Linked DNA regions of Mus musculus: region 1 is linked to region 2. A link is a contact called in public Hi-C data. All regions are on one chromosome and are shown on one strand. The core of a region is the stretch at or near the end of the contact, and the rest is flanking DNA. Distances in the headings are between cores, read along the strand shown. Region 1 has its middle 46 kb from the start of Ptcd2. Region 2 overlaps Gm34995 (a long non-coding RNA gene).

The links. Hi-C and Micro-C count contacts between places; a contact is called where the count stands out from the background.
Region 1: a Hi-C map of bone marrow-derived macrophages shows a contact between it and region 2, with 15 read pairs. The contact joins two enhancer-like sites. A contact is called at or near these places in 1 of 484 Hi-C or Micro-C datasets (bone marrow-derived macrophages), 1 of 115 datasets of contacts at active chromatin or transcription factors (cardiomyocytes) and 1 of 9 other capture datasets (embryonic stem cells).

What each region holds. Positions count from the first base shown.
Region 1 is chr13:99,295,543-99,300,918 of GRCm38.p6, reverse strand. No RefSeq gene overlaps it. Among named protein-coding and RNA genes, the nearest start is that of Ptcd2, 46 kb to the left of the region's middle. Within about 2 kb of position 1,483, at least 5 of the 459 cell types and tissues checked have an H3K27ac peak or open chromatin away from gene starts, as enhancers often do. A contact at or near this core is called in bone marrow-derived macrophages, where this site is marked.
Region 2 is chr13:98,829,252-98,834,776 of GRCm38.p6, reverse strand. It overlaps Gm34995 (a long non-coding RNA gene), which reads right to left. Exons shown (of 3, transcript XR_382806.4): 3 at 2,892-3,080. Among named protein-coding and RNA genes, the nearest start is that of Gm34995, 16 kb to the right of the region's middle. Within about 2 kb of position 2,171, at least 81 of the 459 cell types and tissues checked have an H3K27ac peak or open chromatin away from gene starts, as enhancers often do. A contact at or near this core is called in bone marrow-derived macrophages, where this site is marked.

The sequences.
Region 1 (5,376 bases), core at 234-2,733, 470 kb before region 2:
TCGTCTTGTCATACAAACCTCTGGTTGTTTGCCGAAGCTAACTTCCCTTTTCCCAGCACGAGGGATTATCCATTCTCATTGGTTTGGAACTGGGGGCTTTGCTGAAATAAAGATGGTGTGTACTTGAGGACAGACCCACATGGACCAGCATGGATGGTCACTCTCCTGAGCACAGAGGAAGACAACATGTCTGTTTCCCTTGTAGATGGATGAAGATTAAAGTGTCCATATTATTTCTGGGTGATCCTGGAATTCTCACTGTCTCAAATGACCAACATGATGTTTCCCCAGTGTGAATTAGGAAAAAGAAATGAGCTTTCTATATCCTGTCCTAAAACTATATCTGCACCTTTCCCCATCACAAAAATTAGCCACATACCCTTCAAGTTGGTGGACAGTTCACTGCACCCCTCTGTTCTCAATGTCCACTGCTTTCTGCATGTTAGTTGAATAGTGTACTGTTCATATTGAAAACTGGCTTGTGATAACTGGCCCTGGGGACAGGGTACGCTTTCTAAGCTGGAAGAGCTTGAGTTGGGTACAGCCCTAAGTTGGTCTCCATGGGAAGCTTTGAGAAGCTGGAACAGGCAGGCAGTAAACCACTGTGGGGATGATAAGTATGAAGAAAGAGAAGAGGAAGAGGCTGTGGAGGAGAACAGAGAGAGTCTCTCTGTATGGGTGGTGAGGAGGTGTCTCTAAGGAGAACTTGAGGAAGCAGGAGGAGTGAGTCCAGCGAAGAGCCCTAGAAATTAAGTCTCAAGCAGGGGGTGGAGAGAGAGCATGGCAAAGCGCCAAGGCAGGGTGAGGGATGCCATCTCGAAAGTATAGCTGAGATTTAGCAGCTGAAGTACAGGGACAGTGCCAAGGCCCGGGTGTGGGTATTAGGGGGCAGGGGACATGGTTCAGAGTAGGAAGATAACAGGCTCAGTGGGAAGTCTAGGATTGAGTCTGATTTACATTCCTAAATTTATGTGGAGAATGTGGATATGGTGGGACCGAAAGAAAGCAGCAGTCAGAAAACAATGTAGCAAGCCAGAGAAAGGAAGATGGAGGTGGTTCCACTGAGCTGGCCGCAGCAGAGCTCTCAGGAGGAAAGGTGGGCTAACTCTAGAGATACATAAATAAAAACGTCTTGTAGTTAGACGTTAGATGTAGATCATCATTTTCTAGATTGGGAGAAGCGGGCATTTTCAGGTCCATGTTGTTTCCAGGGAACACTCTTACTGTAGGATAAATCATGGTTCTCTCTCCTGGGGATGTACAGATGGGATGCGATTTCCACTGACTCGCCAGCCACATCTGGGCAGAAGAGCATGCCTACCCTAACCCTAAACATAGGAACTCGGAGGCGCTGAGCCATTGTCCTGTCAGGAAAATTAGCAGAGTCTCAGTCACATGGCAATAGGCTTATTTGCGGAATGTTGTCTTCAAGTGGGCTGCATGGCGGCAGGAAGTGGAAGGAAATTAACACTCTCGGGGTTTTCTTACTAACTTCCTCCTTGGGCATTGGAGGCAGGGGAAAGGTTCTCTCATAAAGATGTATCAGGTTGTGCAGGGAGGGTGAAGTGAATGAAGCTCATATGGGTGTGCCATTTACGTTTTAAAGCAACAGCTGCTGAAGTGGACCATGTAAAAACATAGCTTGCTACAAACAAAGTCAAATGATAAAAGTCTCTTAGAGAAAATACTTAGGGAAATGTCTTTATTTGGTGTCATAAATACAAAACCTCACCACAGCAGGCCCTGCGTGGTGTATTGAAAGTTCTTGGCAGCAAATTTAACAGGGTTGAAATGACTTTTAAAATCAATCTATAGTAGCTAGAGTCTATGAAGCAGAACTTGAGGCTGTTCTTTAGATGGCAAGTTAATTATATACAGCTCTGGTTTTAATCTAATAAGGGAAAAAGAAATCTCCAAAGATTTCTCAGAAGAAATCGTCCCTTCTCAAAACATTTTAACTTTATTTTATTTATTTAGATTTATTTTATTATTATTGTATGTGAGAGTGTTTTGCACCACATGCATGCCGGGTGTCCAAGGAGATGTTGAACTTTCATGTGGTTCATGGGAATCGAACCTGAGTCCTTTGAAAGAACAGCAAGTACTCTTAACCACCCAGACACCTTTCCAGCCCCTCTTCTCAAATTTTACTTCTATTAAGCCTCAAGTCCCTGGAATCTGTGACTTGCTAGGATATGGGACTAGATGCTAATTATGGTTAGGGGATTAAGAAGTTTGAAGTGGGAAGAAGCTAGAGAGAGAAAGGTTTGTTTTTTGAAGGCAAAATATAAAGCGGAGGTTATTTTGCACTTTTAAAAAAGAGGACAAAACAGTTTTGTCGATCCATCTGTCTGTCCATCCATCTGTCTATCTATCTATCTATCTATCTATCTATCTATCTATCTATCTATCTATCTATCTATCTGATTTAAGGATATATTTTTCAAAGAGACTAAAATAATGCCTATTAGATAAGAAAACTTACTTTAGTAGTTAAAACTTATTAGTAAACCACTACCCCAGGATATAGAAGATGTTTTCCAAAAGGTAACAAAAAAATGGGTGTTGTGGTTAAGTTATTAAATACATGCCGATTTAAGACATTCAAACAATTGAGAAGTATACAAACAAAAAGTTAATTTCCTTTCTTATTCCTCTGACCTTGCCTCCCACCCAAGGTTAATGCCGCTGTGTGCCACTTAAACTATTCCAGATTCAGCAACAGTCAAGTCGCATTTAATTTAAAAAAAATGTAGATTACTATGGCCATATTGTTCTACAAATGGCTTTATTGCATGGCCATTGTTCTTTCTGTACCAGTAATTAAGAAACTACTTCACACTTTTTAATGAAATCATTATAGCTTTGGACGTACTTTCTTGATCAGTCACGATCCTGTTGGTAAACCCAGAGAACATTACTTTCCAATATACACAGTGTCTGGGTAACAGAATTTGGTATTGTAGGTTATTGTCTGAGTCCTTTAAAAAGAATGATGAACACTAGGTGTGTAGAAAAAGAGGCCCAAAGCCCAGGAGTCTGTTGGCTTCTCAGCCTGGTGTCTACCCTGGTGATCCAGTGGGAGTTGTGGTCCCCTGAGGAAAGAAAGGACATTGAGAGGGGAAGAATCTTGCTGTGGAGAAAATAATGGAAGGAAAAGAGGCAGGAAAGTGACAACCCACAGAGGAAGAGGCAAGAATGAGGGAGTGGGACATTTAATAGGAGGCACCTCTCTCCCATTGGAGGACGCGACAGGGGCCTGGGGCACTCAGAGTTCTCGGAGCCCTTTTTTCCCCTCAAGAGTAATTTGTTGCCAGAATAAAACTTAGAGGCCAAGCCAGAAAGTTTCTAAGTAGGAAGGACATTGCAAATGGTGACTACATCCTGGTAATGGACTCAGAAGTGACAAGACTCAGATCAGAATAAACAGGTGCCTTGCAAAGGAGCAGGCTGGGCTGGCTTTCCACAGTCAGACTTTGAGGCCCCAAGTGCATTCTACTTCCAAATCTTAGGCAGCCGTCTTCAGCTGGGAGAACCTAATTTGCATCTAGGATCCCATATGAAAAGAATCTGAAAATAATTGCTTTCAATTTTTTAGTAAAGGAGAGACTGGAATTAGTACTTAGGGCAAATTCATCATTCCTGTATGCCGTGCAGAGCCCGGGGGAAATAGGCTGATAATGAGGTGTAGTTTCAATCCAAGTACTGAAACCGAGCAGGAAAATACTAGCCATTTGCCACTACTTGTGGGCTTTGGTGGTGGTAGTTTGGTTTGGTGTTGTTATTTTTTTTTTATTGTTTTGTGTTTCGTTTGTTTGGGTTTTGTTTTGCAGTTTTGTTTGTTTTGTTGTTGTTGTTGTTTATCCATTCCAGCTCTTTTCCTAGGTGAATAATTCTCATTACCAAAATATCCCAGTTCTCGGCAGGCCACATGATGTCTGGCTGGCACTAGGGCAGCTGACAAACATCCCTGACCCGCTACCAACATGAAACCAGAGTCAGCCAGTGCCCTCCTCACGGGAAGACGCCCATTCTGCCAGGTTAATCAGAAGACCCCGACTTTGGTGACAAAGGTTGACGCCAATAAAATTAAAATATGTGATCTCTTCCTAGCACTTAGCTTTTAATCTTTTAATTGAATGAACAAAGTGGAGCCATTCTTTTGTGTTTAAGACCTAGTATTTCAAACAGATCTGCCTGTGAAATATGAGAGCCGGAAGACATTGCCTAACGCTGTCAGATTAAAGCAGGGCCCGGATGGAAGTCAACGTATACTTCAAAGTCTGTTCCTAGCTTCAGTCGCTCCGTTGTTAATCGAGGGTAAAAGATGTCAGGCACAAAGCAGTGACAGAGTCTCAACACCAGCCTCCATGATTGCTCACACGTGAATACATGCATTGAGAACTAAGGTCAGTCCACAGGTTCAAACATCAGTTAATAAGGAAAAGACAGATACTCTGTAGAGGTGAGACTTCGAAGTTCTTGAACGTGTTTAATTTAAACACTATAAAATGTTTCCATTGCAAATGTCCAATTATCTTTTTAACATTTATTTTTATTTATATGTTTTCAAGTGTGCCTGTGTGTATATGTACATGTGCCTGTGTGTACATGCACATGTATCTGTGTGTATATGCAAGTGTCTGTGTGTATATGCGCACATGCCTGTATATATATGCACACATGCCAGTGTATATATGCACAAGTACCTGTATGTATATGCACATGTGCTTGTGTGTATATGCACATGTGCCTGTGTGTATATGCACATGTGCCAGTGGGTATATGCACATGTGTGTGTAGTTGTCTGAGGATGCCAGACAGGGTGTTAGATTCCTTGAAGGTGGAGTTACAGGCGGTTGTGACTGATCAGATGGGAGTGCTGAGAGTTCAATTCAAGCCCCGTAGAAGAGTAGCAAGCACTATTAACCACTGAACCATCTCTCCAACCCTTCAATTATTTTATTTTATTTTTTAAGACAGGGTCTTACTATAAAGTCCTGGCTACCTTCGAACTCCCTATATTGATTAGGCCAGCCTTGAACTCACAAAATGAGCCTCTGCCTCCCAAGATCTAGGATTAAAGGTGTGCAACACCAAGTCCAACCACCTCAATTACTTTCAATAAATATCAGGGTTATGCAACAGGCAGTACAGCCTGCTTTTAGAACTTTTCCTTACCTCTGAAAATTACCTCCCCACCTCGATAGTAAATTTCCACTTGACCCTTAGCTCCAGGCAATCTCTAATCTAGTTAGTATATGTGTCCATACATTAAATGGAGTAGAATGTGCAGCGGCCTCCTCTGTGACCTGGCTGCTTTCAGTTAGCATCACGAGTGGCTGTTAGGAATACCACAGTGAGCACTGCATACAT
Region 2 (5,525 bases), core at 922-3,421:
GTTAAACCATCTTTCAGGATGGGCTTGAAGGAAAGCCACTGGTCATGGGAGAGGAGTGACCTCCGAGACAGAAGGGCAAGTAAGTGGCTTCTGAAGAAATCAGGCACGAGCTGGAAGGACTGACTCCCTTTTGTCTTTCCTTCTCTGAATCTCATTGGACTCACAAAGACACACACATATCATCAACAACACAGAATACCCAGAAAGGGCACTTGCAGGGAACAAACAAGACAAATTTGGGAAAATACAAACATGAGAATTGGTAGAAAATACTAGCAGAGTGGAGCTTAAACCAGGAACTGGCAGAGGCTATTCTAGGAACTAGCTGAAGCACTACACCCCTGGGCTAGTCCTGTAGGATGCACCAGCTCCTGGGGCTGCAGCTCCCCTATCGGGCACAGAAAATTAGTTACTACTGCAGATCTGACCAGGAGCAGAAGTGAGGCCAGTCTCTTGCCCATCCTTGTCATACCTGAAAGAAGCCAGGCTCTTTCTTCCCCACCCATGCCATTCAGTGACTGTATGGCTCATGTGGGAAGAGTTTGCTTTGCAAGAAAATTAGGAAATGCATAAACTCTAACCTCCAAACTGGCTGTTAAACATCCGCCAAACAGCATAGCTCCAGGGCCAGCTAAGATTGGAGAATGGACAATGCCCTGGAGAGTCAGGGAGACCAGCCCTAGAGGTCAGGTCACCTATAGCCTGTTCCTACCCCAACCAAAACCTGTATTCGCTACCAGGTAAACTGTCCTTTTGAAGTGAGGATCTCCCAAACTACAGATAGGAACAGGAAGTAAGGAATCACCTTTCAGCCGAGCAGTGGTGGCGCACACCTTTAATCCCAGCACTCAGGAGGCAGAGGCAGGCGGATTTCTGAGTTCAAGGCCAGCCTGGTCTACAGAGTGAGTTCCAGGACAGCCAGGACTACACAGAAACTGTGTCTAGAAAAACAACAACAACAACAAAAAAAACAAAAAACAAAAAACAAAAAAGGAATCACCATTCAGGGGGAAAATGGGCTTGAAAAATAGCATCAAATTTAGGAGCAGAGCAGGGCTACCCTGACATAACAAAGGTTATTGGGCACAGATACGAACTTCACATTTAAGTATAGCTAGTATCCTCAGAACCAGAGACACTTGCACATCTATGTTCCTGCAGTCCTGTTCACAACAGACAAAAGTATAGGACCTGGGCTGATGTCCATCAGCCATCATCGATGGATAAAGAAAATGTCCGTGGAGTTTTATTTAGCCATAAAGAAAAAGTAAAATTATGTAATCCAGGGGGAAATGGAGACCATGAAGTTAAGTGACTCACATAAACATGTTTTTTCATGAGGAAATCTCCATTTAAACACCAGCATGTATATGTATGCATGTTTATATGACATGAAAGTATATGAGGGCCTATTGGGAGGAAGAAAGGGGAAGGGAGAGGAAGACAAATAGTGCGTGTTTTCTTATGTGCAGAAGTTAGACAAATATATGCAAATGACAGGAAAGCAGATGGGGAACACCTGGCCAGGAGGAAGGGCACCGGCAGGAGTGGCAGGGATTCTGGGGACTGGGGGGAGGGGCAAAAGTGGACAACTTATACTGATATTATAATGAAAATGTAATAATGTAACCCCTTCATTTGCACCTTAACTAAAAGTATTTTTAAAAAAGCAAAATGAATATCAATGGAAGAAATGAAAGCCAAGCTATCCAAGTATTATTAACATGACAAGGAAAGGCTAGATGTCTCCTGCCTCTCCTTTTAGAAACTAAAAGTAACAAGAATGAGAAACCATGTTGCCAGCTCCACACCTCCCAAACTAAAAGACGTAAGGAGGAGGGAGGCCTCACAGCCACCGGAAGAGACCTACACTCAGCTGTGGGACTGAGAAGCCGGCAGCGCTCATGACTCCGGAGCAGAGCAGAGCAGAGATGAAGAATTAGCAGTCCTAGCCCAGCACGGGGGCATAGGACTTTAATCCAATGCCCTGGAAGCAGAAGCAGGCAGATTCAAGGCTAGCCTGATCTACATAGGGAGTTTTAGAACAACCAGGATAACCTAGAAAGGCCCTGTCTCAGACAAACAGGAAGTAGTCCCATTCTTGGCCTAGTGGTCTGAGGTGTTAGTGGGAACTGAGCAAAAAGCTGAGGGGGCCGATTTGAGTAAGAAGTGGTGCAAATTCACTGATTTTCCAGGAAGCAGCAAGCTGTTGAAGAAAGAGAAGAGGAAGTCTGTCCTGTGACACCCTTTTGGTGTTAACCTCAGATGGCTGCAGAGATGTCAATCCAGCGGAGATGATCCACATGAAGAAATGCTGTTAAGAGGAGAATTTCTGCTGAATGGAATCCAACCCTCCTCTCTCTTACAGAACTCCAGAAATCAAATAAGAATTCACCTTTTAAAGCTGGCATGGTGGTGCACGCCTTTAACCCCAGCACTCGGGAGGCAGAGGCAGGTGGATTTCTGAGTTTGAGGCCAGCCTGGTCTACAAAGTGAGTTCCAGGACAGCCAGGGCTATACAGAGAAACCCTGTCTCAAAAAACAAACAACAAACAAACAAAAAAAATCACCTTTTAAATTTTTTTCAAAAAAATCATAGAAATATGATATATATTATATATATATTTTAAATATATTTTTCACGTGTGTTTTGAGGAGTGAAAACACTAGTTCTGACCAAGTCAATGTCATCCTAACCAGTTTCACTCTGCAGCAGGAATAAAAGGGAGCCAGACAAGTTGTCATGGATTATTGTTACGAATTAACTTTTCACTTGGTTTGCACAGATTTAAAAGTTTGGGAAGAGGAATCATGTAGATAAGTTCATGAATGGTATCTTTCAACGTCAGCAGGTATAGAATAATTACCATATTCACTCATTAATTTAAAATAATATTTAATGTAGAGTTCAGAAGAACATTCCAGAAATAAAGACATCAGCTGATCAGAGGGGCAGACTTCATCATTGACGAAGGTCTCCTTAGCAGAAACAGACGTCCATACTTCCTCTCTTCTAAGGGCAGAGGAAATCGCTGGAGTCCTTGATGCTCTCAATGTGGAGAGGAGACGTCTTTCTCAGCCTATCTGTCATAGATGAACGAATGTCTGGCATCTCAGTACCACGTTTGGGGGCATACAATGATAAGTCTACCTTAGCTTATACAGCGCCATTGAATAAAATGCATGTGGAACATCTTTAACAACATAGGTTTTAATAACTATATTTGACTCGTTTTTATTAGATATTTTCTTTATTTACATTTCAAATGTTATCCCCTTACCTGGTCTCCCTCTGAAGCCCCCCTCCCCCTGCTTACCAACCCACCCACTCCAGTTTCCTGGCCCTGGCATTCCCCTACACTGGGGCGTAGAATATGTTTAACTTTTAAGAAAACAAATCAGAGACTGAAGAGGTGGCTCAGTGGTTAAGGGCACTTGTTTTTGCAAAGGATCTATGTTTGGTTCCTGGCAACCACATGGTGACTCATAATTATTTGTAACACCAGTACCAGGAGATCTGATGCCCTTTTCTGATCCCAATGAGGCTAGGCACATAAGTCTTTCTCACACACAGAGAGAGAGACACACACATACAGGCAAAACACATAAATTTTTCAAACTTTCTTTTAAAAATGGATAATCTTTTAGGAAGGTTTAAAAGATAGGTAGAGGGGCTGGAGAGATGGCTCAGAGGTAGGTTAAGAGCACTGACTGCTCTTCCAGAGGTCCTGAGTTCAAATTCCAGCAACCACATGGTGGCTCACAACCATCTATATCAGGATCCAATGCCCTTTCTGGTGTGTCTAAAGATAGCAACAGTGTACTCATATACATAAAAAAAATAAATCTTTAAAACAAAAAATAGGAAAAAAAATTTAAAAAGCAGGGCAGTGGTGGCTCACACCTTTAATCCCAGCACTTGGGAGGTAGAGGCAGGCGGATTTCTGAGTTCGAGGTCAGCCTGGTCTACAGAGTGAGTTCCAGGACAGCCAGGGCTACACAGAGAAACCCTGTCTCGAAAAAAAACAAAACAAAACAAACAAACAAACAAACAAAAGATGAGTGAAAACAATCCAGGAAATTTCTTTTTTTTAAAGATTTATTTTATTTATATGAGTACACTGTGGCTGTCTTCAGACACACCAGAAGAGGGCATCGGATCTCATTACAGATGGTTGTAAGCCATCATGTGGTTGCTGGGAATTGAACTCAGGACCTTTGGAAGAGCAGTCAGTGCCCTTAACTGCTGAGCCATCTCTCCAGCCCCACAATCCGGGAAATTTAATGATTTGTTTTTTCTTAGTTATGTTTCTAAGTCTCCGTGTGGGAGATAACACGGAGAGAGATACCTGCAGAAGACACAGCACCTGCAGCGTCCAGATCCCTTAGAACTGGAGTTACACATGGTGTGAGCTGCCAGACTGGGGCACTAGGACCCTAACTCTTCTCAAGAGCAGTGTGTGTGTCCTTAACCACTGAGTCACTGTCCTAGGCTGGAGTGTTCAGATGTCGCATATACTTACTATTTAGAATAGAAGAATAATCCTAAAAATCAAGAAAATAAAGCACTATGCAATAATTTTACACAATTGACAACAAGCAAATTGTATTAAAGGTTTAAAAAAAAAAAATACAAAGAATACGACGTTTTTTTCCATGCTCAGAACCGAACCCAGGGTCTCACTCATACTTGGCAAACTGTACCATTGAGCTACATCCACAGCCCAGGATGTGTTTACATTTTTATTATATACATTCTTCACCTCTCTAGTGATATTTATGTTTTTCATATTAAGCATACAAACCATACGGTACATCTGGCTACAGCACTATCCCTTAACCTCGTGGCTACCACCATTATTTTTAAATTCTGGGTAAAATTTCTCTTAATGTTAAAATTTATGTTTCTAAATATGTAGAATATTGACACAAAGCAAAAATTAGAAGGTAATTTCTAAATTTCTAAAGCCAATCTTTGTTTTTCTTTCTCCCTTCTTTCCTTCCTTCCTTGCCCACTCTGTTTTTGTTGTTGTTGTTGTTGTTTCTTTGTTTGTTTTTTGTTTTTTGGTTTTTTTTTGAGACAGGGATTCTCTGTGTAATGCTGGTTGTACTGGAACTCTGTAGACCAGGCTGACCTTGAACTCAGAGATCCGCCTGCCTCTGCCTCTGCCTCTGCCTCTGCCTCTGCCTCTGCCTCTGCCTCTGCCTCTGCCTCTGCCTCTGCCTCTGCCTCTGCCTCTGCCTCTGCCTCTGCCTCTGCCTCTGCCTCTGCCTCTCTGCCTCTGCCTCTCTGCCTCTGCCTCTCTGCCTCTGCCTCTCTGCCTCTGCCTCTCTGCCTCTGCCTCTCTGCCTCTGCCTCTCTGCCTCTGCCTCTCTGCCTCTGCCTCTCTGCCTCTGCCTCTCTGCCTCTGCCTCTCTGCCTCTGCCTACAGAGTGCTGGAACTAAAGGCGTGTGCCACCATCACCTAGCACCTTTTCCTTTTTTAAAGACAGGGTCTCATGGTCTCAGGCCATGACTGTTACAT